Regions from separate parts of the Zea mays genome. Here all the other regions are linked to region 2. A link is a contact called in public Hi-C data. All regions are on one chromosome and are shown on one strand. The core of a region is the stretch at or near the end of the contact, and the rest is flanking DNA. Distances in the headings are between cores, read along the strand shown. Region 1 overlaps LOC100280665 (methylcrotonoyl-CoA carboxylase subunit alpha). Region 2 holds the start of LOC103640588 (L-type lectin-domain containing receptor kinase IX.1). Region 3 holds the start of LOC100192758 (putative protein kinase superfamily protein).

What was found. A called contact is a pair of places that touch in the nucleus more often than the background predicts.
Region 1: a Hi-C map of leaf shows a contact between it and region 2, with 5 times the contacts expected there. The contact joins the enhancer-like site here to the promoter of LOC103640588 in region 2. A contact is called at or near these places in 3 of 25 Hi-C or Micro-C datasets (ear, leaf and tassel).
Region 3: a Hi-C map of tassel shows a contact between it and region 2, with 2.8 times the contacts expected there. The contact joins the promoter of LOC100192758 here to the promoter of LOC103640588 in region 2. A contact is called at or near these places in 3 of 25 Hi-C or Micro-C datasets (leaf and tassel).

The regions. Positions count from the first base shown.
Region 1 is chr1:175,551,897-175,555,287 of Zm-B73-REFERENCE-NAM-5.0, reverse strand. It overlaps LOC100280665 (methylcrotonoyl-CoA carboxylase subunit alpha), which reads right to left. Exons shown (of 16, transcript NM_001371674.1): 11 at 3,310-3,391; 12 at 3,059-3,222; 13 at 2,515-2,628; 14 at 2,178-2,420; 15 at 1,996-2,091; 16 at 981-1,349. The coding sequence ends at 1,332. Among protein-coding and RNA genes, the nearest start is that of LOC100280665, 5.7 kb to the right of the region's middle. Within about 2 kb of position 1,522, at least 5 of the 20 cell types and tissues checked have an H3K27ac peak or open chromatin away from gene starts, as enhancers often do. A contact at or near this core is called in leaf, where this site is marked.
Region 2 is chr1:176,173,606-176,176,596 of Zm-B73-REFERENCE-NAM-5.0, reverse strand. It overlaps LOC103640588 (L-type lectin-domain containing receptor kinase IX.1), which reads right to left and starts at 1,264. Exons shown (of 2, transcript XM_008663771.3): 1 at 1-1,264. The coding sequence starts at 62.
Region 3 is chr1:175,591,196-175,594,498 of Zm-B73-REFERENCE-NAM-5.0, reverse strand. LOC100192758 (putative protein kinase superfamily protein) reads right to left here and starts at 1,862. Exons shown (of 7, transcript NM_001137956.2): 1 at 1,605-1,862; 2 at 972-1,365; 3 at 93-214. The coding sequence starts at 1,236.

The DNA of each region.
Region 1 (3,391 bases), core at 273-2,772, 620 kb after region 2:
GTCATTTGTATAGTATAATATTTTGATAGTTGTATAATTTTTGTGGGTACGGGTGACCCGATGGGTGATCCATACCCACATGGGTATGGATATGGGGGTAAATCCATACCCGCCAGTGTATATGGGTGACCCGATGAGATTATTTTTGTGTCGTGGGTATGGGTATGGGGTAGTAATACCCGGTGGGTATTTACCCATTGCCATCTCTACACTGGTTTATTAACTTTGTGTATTTGATTGTTAGCTGTTGTTTTCTATGCAATAAGCCTAGTCCCAACTGTCCAATTCACATGGACTCGAGAACAACTATCTGGCCTCTGTTGGTACATTGATGCAGTGTCAATTTTTCAGGAATGCAGTGGTCAGTTTCAGTAGCTTTAGGAAATATTTATGTAGCATTAGGGTGTGCTTGGGAGGAGTCAAATTTGTAGCTCCTATGGAGTAGCCAAAGCTTATCTAAGAGCAGCTTTAAGAGATTTTCTGTATCCTTTCTAATGGCTAGTAATAGATTTTAGCGAGAAAAAAAATAACTCTTTCAACAGCTTCTTCAGAGCATCTCTAAGAGAGTAGCTAAATGGCTCACCAAGCTAAATTTTAGCTATTCAACAACAAAATAACTCTTCAACACACTAGCTATCTGACTCGCCAAACTATCCGACTCTCCAAATTGACTCCCTCACTAGCCAAATTTGGCTAGCCACCTGACTAATCAAACTAGATAGATAATCTGTTGGAATGAAGATGCTATATATAGAGTATAATCTTTATGAAAAGATAAATAGAGAATCAAAAATGAAAATTCTCTTGGAGATGCTCTCAGTTGGTTATTTGACTGATCCTTCGGTCACGGTTCTCAACGTCCCTATCCAGCGTGGTACATAGAACTGATCTCATTTGCTTAGAGAGTGTTTGGTTTAAAGAATCAATTGATTCTAGATGAGGTGATACATCACGAGTCCATTCCATAAAATTGGTAAAATAAACACATTCCTCATTATATTATTACTAATTATTCATTATTATTACTAATTATGAGAAATGGAACGGTGATGGAATCAACTTATTTCATTGCACAAATCAAACAAGAATTCCTCTTGCTCAGCGTGGTACAGTTTCATGTTCGTGTACACTACGCAATGGAATTGTTGCGGCGGATGATGGATTCGCATCAAGCCGGGAAACACCATGCGCCGTCTGCTTGCCCTGCCGGATTGGATTGCCCGCAGACGAACCCAGCAGTTTATTTCCTTCGCTTCTCTATCTGGACGAGCATCCGCTGGGTGCTTGATGCAGTTGCAGTGCAACTACTCTAGGGCAGTGATCGCTCCATCTCAGTTTGCAGAGCTGTCCTGAAAATTTGGAAAAAGGGGTGCATTTGGATTTCAGCTGAGTTCTAGGACTGCATTGGAAGGAAGGAAACACAACTTTTCTAGTCGTAGGGATTCCATCCATGACTCCATGAGAAGCTGACACAAGGAACGTGCGAAACGTTGCTCTCTACATAAAAATAAAAAAAGGTCGCGGCCAGTTTGGTGGGGCCGTTTGAAGCAACAACTCCACCACAGATAGTAAAAGGCTCTCCTTTAACAGATAGACATTGCTGCAACTGCTTGCTTTCCCCAGAAATGGCTATTGAGCGGTTGAACACCGTTTTATTGTTTCAAACCATTATAGACCGCTAAAATATATTCAGAAGGTAGCAAATCAATGCAAAAGGCCGCCTTTTGCTGCTGCTACGCTACAGAGGGCGCATAGCTGCAGATGCTTAGTATGCTGCACAGCACAATGTTCTAATTTCCGCCACTCACTTCTACACTTTCTTTCCTTTCATTTTAGATACTCTCTAAGTTGGATACCTTCGAATAAGTTTGATTGCTGTTTGGTCTACCTCTAATGATGATGAGACTTAGCAATAGCTTCGTTGTGACAAAAAAACAGAGAGAGGCAAACTGCAAGATTTCAGGATACTGTATTTAAAAAAAAAGCACTACATACCTTGATTGTGAAAAGGACACTGGAGTCAAAAACTTGTTGGCCTGCAGTAACCTTCAGGCCACTCACGTATCCGGCACGAGGCGCCTTCACAACATGCTGGAAAGAGTAGAGAAGGCAAATTTAGGATTAGTTGAAGTTTGACGAAACTTAAGAAATAGCCATGAAAAAAATTTATTCCAGACCTCCATCTTCATTGCTTCCATAACCATGACAGGCTGCCCTGCGTCCACCTGAGCCCCGTCTTCAAGCAAAACTTTCACAACCAAGCCAGCCATCGGTGCCAGAACACTCCCTTTTGGATGCGACTTCCCTTCAGAAGCATGACTAGGTTGGGAGCTATCTTCAACTGCATGCTCAGCTCTTACAGTCTGTCTGTAATGGTGGTGATGATTCCCATGCCAGACATGTATGTGTTTGCTGTTTCCCTGCAAGAAACGAGGTGAGGAACTTGGTGGAGGAATTACAGATATAATGGATTATCTACACCTCAGTTCACTGTGACCAAAGTATCAGGTAAACCTTTGAATAAGATGCTAGAGTCACATCAGTTTGCAGACCAGAAACATCCACACGAAAATCGTGGTCACCCTTGTGATCAACTTTGACATCTAAACCAGAAGTGCCATCTTCTGTCTGATCAAGATAGAAATATAATTAGTAAGATATCAACTGACAGATGAAGTGTATTACATTGCTAAAGTCCATTTGATTAATCTCCTGGTTTTGAAGCCATGCCATGGACACATACATCATCATATTTATGTACTTTCCTGTGTCTGATCTCGACAGAGAGACTTTATTTCTAGTGAGGCTAGAAATACACTCTTTCACTATGTAGGCCATTGATTTGTTTTGTCAAATATTCTTTGCTTTGACAATCAATCAATTATGCGAAGACATATCAGATTGGGCACATCAATTTGGTTTGCTAGATTAATCATAAAATGTATGATGTTTGTTTGTGCCGATTATGCAGTTGACATGGATTCCATCAGCTCAAGATCAAATACAGAAATGTATGTGAAAGCTTGAAAAGTAGTATGTGCTTATATATAGTAATCACCTCGATGAAGTAGCTTCCATCAAACTTATGAGTAATGAACAGTTTAAGAAGTTTCTCACTGAATCCATCATTCTCTTCCAACTCAAGATCCAGGGGATGCCTAGCAAAGTGATGCATCCTGAAAGGTGGATTATTGTACCATACAGATAGTGACTTGTTGGCTCCTGAAAAGCACATAGCATATGTCGTTACCAGGTCAAATTAGCAATGTTATTGTTGAAAGAAAAAACAAAATGGTAGGTCGGACATACGTAGTGATTCTTTAGATGTAATGTGTTCCTTCTTGCAAATGCATGCAGCAGCCAAAATTGCACCAAGCTCAGCTACACCATG
Region 2 (2,991 bases), core at 15-2,514:
TGCCCGGCGGCCGCGACGAAGAAGATGGCCAAGGCGGCGAGGAGGAGAAGGCAGGATGCCATGGCCGCAGGGGACGGGGACACCGTACCCTTGCTTTCTGCTCCTCGTCAGCCGCCGCTCGATGAGGAATTGTAGGGGATCCAGGTGGCTTTTGAGCTGTCCAGTTCCAGCACGATGCAGGAGCAGGACTCGGTGTCCTGTGTCAGTGTGCACACATGCAGAGACCAAATCTTCATAATAGACGCAGCTACAACTACAAGTTCAGAGTCAACCAAACGAAATGCCATGCCAACTTCTTGTAGATGACAGGACTGTTTTTTTTTCTTCTTTTGGTTGAGAAGAAGAAAAAAAAAAGCTCTCCCCTTGTGCGCAAGAAAGTTTCTCAATAGTGGTCAGAAAAAGTTTTGTAGTTGGCTAGCACCGTAGACTGATCTGCTTTGACTGAAACAGTGAATATCTTATCTCTCAAGTAAAGTTTTGTTCGAGCAGATTGTGCATATAACCATGTAAAACATTGTTTCGCATTATATATATAGATTGAAGTTTAAAATAGGACGTGAGATTAGGAATAAGATATGAGAGTTGCTGGAGATAGACCTATTTTGCAACTCAGCTGGTTTGCCCAAAAAAAGCTTACCTCCCTGGCTTCCTGAAAAGCAGTTTTTTATATAGTTAAAGCCATTTCGCAAATTATTCAGTACAAACGGCTTATCCTAGAGAGTAGAGACAGAGTCATTTTCCTGTATTAAAATGGCAGAGTCAGAGTTTTTTTTTTTTCCCGAAGCAATAGATCCAGGATTGATGAAGCTACTATTTGTGGTTTTTTCTTCATAATAAAAAACAACTTTGGCATTTAGATGCTTTTCGTAGTAAGCTATTAAAAAAATGTTTGACTGAGTTTTGGCTTTTTTCCAGAGAAAAGGTAAAGCCAAAGTTCTGACAAACGGGGTCTAAGTAGTCCATTCTAGATGTTGCTTTGAGCCTTTGACCATGCCAAACTGCTCCTGTCGCTTTAACCCATTCCTCAAGCGAGGATCGGAGCTTAAAAAGGAAGAAGAAAGTGTAAAAAAAGAGAGAGAAAAGAACCTGCAGTGAAACCTTGGACATCTTGTTGATGGCGAGGCGACCAAGTCAGAGTGCATCCGATCTTCAGAGACCGAAACCGACGACGTCACGGCCACGGCGTCCCCCATAGCCAGAGAGACAAAGGGCTGCCTTTATACTTTGGTTGGATGTTCTTCTCTCCTCGCCTGAGCTTGTTGAATGTTCTTCTCTAAGCTCATCCGTTGGTTGACTTGAGCAGGTTTTGTAATATCTGCCCAAACACAAACAGTAACATTCTTGTACGTTACTAACGGGCCCGGTCTGATCTCCTCCTCCTCTCAACGTGGGCCTATTTCCCCTTCGGCTACTGGGCCATGGCCCATTAGCGGACCCTACAGCAGCAGTTGGCGCCAGAAATAGAGCCTGTTTAGGACTTCAGCTCCGTTCAACCAAAAAAAAACAGACGGTCCAGATTCATCAAATTGGTTTTAAGCAAACTCGGTTTTAGTTGGACGACCGATCAAATCAGGGACAAAAAAAATGTTTGCCTGGAGCCGAGGGCCAGCGGCGGCGAAGGCATGGGCGGTAGCGGCGGCCGCGTCGCCGGCGATGGCGGCAGGGTGACGTCGTCGAGCAGGTAGACGAGGTAGCAGCGGCACCCAAGCGGCCTCACGTTCCGGGCAGGCTGCCCGCGCAGACCGCCGGCAAATCGGATTAAAAACGGCAGTGATAGCAGCCGGCATGATTCGAGCCAAGCGCAGGCCGGCAATGTCGACGGATTTACCCAACCCAAACCACGTTTGACATGACAAAGCCCACAGTTGCACCGCTTTAGATTAGAACCAAGACATTTGACGAGCACTAAGTACACTTCTCCATTTGCTTACAGACCCCTTTTCGAACCACTCTTGTGAAACTTCCAAACGAAATGGACAACTACAGAGCAGAACAGAAAAGAGGTCGGGCAAGGGTGTCGCCGGGCGCCGGCCATGGCTGCCCGCCTTCTCCGCCGGTCACACCCGGATTTAAAAAACAAAACCGGGTGCATCTTATACATACGCAAAAAAGATAACATATATAATAACAGAGTGTATAGAGATAAATGTCACAATATAATCAGAATACTTATTACATAACAAAAGTCTTACAAAATAAAGCTAAATATAAACAAACTAATAAGTCAACTGGGAGACGCCATCTATATCAAATCGAACTCCTCATTGTATGTCTCCTCTTGAACCACCTGTTCTTCTCCTGTGTGAGGGGGGGGGGGGGGTGAGAAGCAAGGGTGAGCTCACACATGTTCACCGCTCAACAAGTTGTGGGGAATAATGTGCATTAACTCACCAAAGGTGAGAGTTCATGTGATGTGTAAGGCTGACCAACAATAGAGGTTAAAGTTGAGCATTGCTTTTAATACATTGGTCAAATTTTATTAGCAGTTATTAAATGTAAGTAAATACCAAACCATAATAAGAATAATAGAACAAAATTAATAAATAATCCCATGCAAATGCAAATAACAAATTGAATTTAAGTTACATAAATTAATCATGTGAGTGTCCGAGTCGCTCATGACCGTGAGCACGGCTAGTATACCAGTTTTACACTCTATCCACAAGTCGTGTATCTCATGTCGCCAGGGTTTGCAAGGTCCTTAGACACTAGCGAGGTGAATGGCTAGGGATCCACTACGAGACCTTTACAAAGTTTCACTAGCTTCCGAAAACCCGCTACAGTTATGGGAAGAGCACTTGCAAGAATCCCTCGTCTGACCGCCATCGCAGCAAAATGAACCCGAGAACCTCCCTGCATGCAACTCCCCTACTGCCCTTGCCCCTTTCGGGTAAGGTAGTCTTCCACTAGCTTTCCTAATTAGTTAGCCAAGGGGTCACATTCCTCCCTTGTGGTGGCACGTTTTCCCGGGTGGTTCTCCATGTTCCCATT
Region 3 (3,303 bases), core at 613-3,112, 580 kb after region 2:
GACATGACAGTCCTGGCTCCTGAATAAACATTGCACAGAAGATACATGAGTGTGCAGCTTTGTTCTAAAACATAGTAAGCTGAAATGTTCACCTTTGTAACATTCGGATGGTTGAGCTCATGCCAGACAGCAACCTCCTGCTTAAATGATGCTCGCAGTGTGGCAGTTTCAGTTTCTGACGCAAAGCCATCTTCACCCCAATCCAATAGTTTTACTATTTTTGTCATAAAAGAAACAAAAAATAGTTAAAACATATGAAGATCAAGGTGGTGCTGTTGATTATTTGGTAAAGCTTCACAGCATACTAGATAAAAGTATAAATTTCAATTTTACTAGTCCACTGTTCAGGTAGCTTCATCGATTGGATAACATGCTATTGAGAACTGCTGTCTTAGATGATCTACAAGAATTAACCATCACAAATTCACAATTTCTTTTTAAAGGACCAGGACACTAAATAAGCTCATGAGTCATCATACCACATATGCGCCAAAATCAGGCACCCAGGGCTACAGGAATTTCACAGGAATCAGTTCAGTTTCACAACAAAAAACACCAGAATTTCACAGGAAACACGATAACATATTTTTTCCCCAGGTTCCAAACATGTCCAAATGAAGCTGTAAGCTTAAAAATGAGGCTATAACAGGTTTCAGAATTAAACAATCAGAACTTCAGAGTAGAGAAAAAAAAAACATGAATCCGCAAAGATGCAAATACTTCACAATTCGCACACAGACCACTGCAAAGAAGCTCTTTGTCAATAGCTTGTTACACAGGTATGCTTCATTTTTTTATTTACCAGCTGATACTAAATGTATCATTTGCCATGCTAGCCTGCCTGGATATATGAAAACGGTTCAACTATCTACTGATGAAAACCAAGAAATCCTCTACAACAGCAGAACCGCGTAATCTCAGAGGCACAACTAAACCACAAACGAAGTCAGGATGAGGTACAACAGGGGTACCTGCGACGTCCTGCCCATCATACGTGCCGCGATACACCGTGCCGTAGGTGCCCTGCGCTATGACGTAGCGAATCTCGAGCTTGGCGAGGTCGATCTCCCAGTCCTCCCTGGGCCCCTGGTTGTACGACCCCTTGTGCTTCTCCCAGGTCTTGGCCAGCTGCTTCTCCAGCTGGATGTCCAGGCTCTCGAGGTCGATCTTGTCGGCCCGCAGGTAGGACTCGCTCTTCGCCGCCGACGACGACGCGCCGGCGGCGGTCGACGTCATCGCGGCCCTGGACCGGCTTCCAACAAGTCAACTTTCCTCCCTTACCGAAGGCTTGCAGCCTCCGCGGTGGTTGCTACCACAGTTGACTCCTCCGCGCCGCGGGGGCGGAGGCCAAGGTCGCCAATTCTTCTGCAGAAACAAGGAGGTGTAAACGGCGAGATTTCAGCGAAATTCAAGGAAGTGAGCCCCTAAAAAATCTTGGGACGCGAACTGGGTACAGAGCACGGCTCCAACACGAAGCAAACAAATCGCCGCGCGATGGGAGGGTGGGAGCGATGGAGAGAGAGAAAGATTCGGATTTGGGTTCGATTGCAGCTAGCTCCGGTAAGGGCGAGCGAGTCAGCGCAAGCAAGCGAGGGCGTGTTTACCAGCGGGAGGAGGAATTGGTCGCCAGGTCGCGGTGGATCTGCAGCTCCAGCGCGAGTACAAAGGGAGGGGCGGCGGAGCACCAGGACGGCGAGGATTGTGGAAGTTAAGGCGAACCCGAGGTGACGCAACACCGCAGCCGCAGGACGCGGTAGACGGCGGCGGGAGCCGAGAGCAGGCTGCGGCCTGCGGGGACGGCGAGGCGGGTGGGTTTGGGGCGCAGGGGAGGCAGGAGCAGCCAGCAGGTGGAAGAACAGGAGTTTGGCCGCGCGTGGTAGATGGATTGTCAGAGGAGTCGGAATTGCCGGCAATAATTACGAGAAGGACAATTAGATTTGTGTCGTTATACTTCTTTCCTTTTAAAGTGTATCATTATCATTATTATTTAAGAAGTTATTTAAGTGTTATTATAATAAAAACATATCAGTGCAATTGCAAATAATCAAAGTACTTTTTAAAAATAATAATTAGATCTATATTATTAAAAGATTATTAAGGCAGTAAGGGTAGGCTGTCATTCCGTGTTCTGTCATTCTTATTCTCTGTTCTGCCTTTTCGATTCCCCCCTCCCCGCACGGTCCATTCTCACCATTCCCCGCACAGTTCATTCTCACAATTCTTGTTCTGCCTTTCCGATTCCCCTTTCCGCACAGTCAATTCTCATGTTCGGTCACCATTCCTTGTTTCCTTTCTCATTTCCCCTCTCCACAAAGTCTATTTCCATTCCCACGTACATCCAACTCCTAGCTAAAATTAAATTAAAAAAACACAAATGACCTCAAGGAGATTTGAACCCGCGCAACCCCTCAAGCAAATGTGCTCATAGCTACCACTACACCACATGTGTGTTTATGTCTATATCTATTATAGTAAAAACATATACTACATCTATCCCGAAGCCCACCTACTACCCTTCCACAATGTGTAGTAGTAGATAAATATCACCGAGATTATTCAATTATATTTTTGGATTGAGGGAGTAGTATTTAAAGAAAAGCCTTGTATGTAATTTCTTTTGTTTGAATAATGTTTTCAACTTAAATTCCTTTTTTGCAAGTGTGACATTTATTCTTCGTAATATTCTTCATAATATGAAAAAGATGATTGTTTTTCTTATTATTTTTGGATCTGTAGCTCTAGTGCTCCAAATGGATTCAAATTTTTACAATAGACTCTTGGTGTGATGCTTGGTGACGGGTAAAAAGGTCATGAATTTTGGTGCATGTATGATTAAGTTAGTGATTTAACTTGTTTAATGCATATTAAGTAGTCTTAAATGATTTATAAATAATATATAGATGTAAAAATGGAAAATGATCTTCCACTGTCCTTGCATGATATTATAGTAGCCCAAGAAAACTTAACATGGTTATGCATCCTCAGAGAATAATTAGTTTTAGATTTAACTTGCTCTCACATGCTTTATTGTATTAACAATTTGTTATTTTTGTTGTAAATACAATATAAAACCTGAGCATGTGAAATTTATACATTAGTCATAATTTGTTATTACCTATTTCTCATAAAAATTATATACCCAAATTAGATATTTTTTATATGGTGCTAAAATGACACTCATTTTATAATTATAAGAAGAGTTAGTGAAAAATTAGAAGTAAACAAAAGCGTGCATGTTTCTTGAAATGCTTAAGTGTCTTGATATAAACTGAAACCTGGTAACTAAATCACAATGATTTAAAC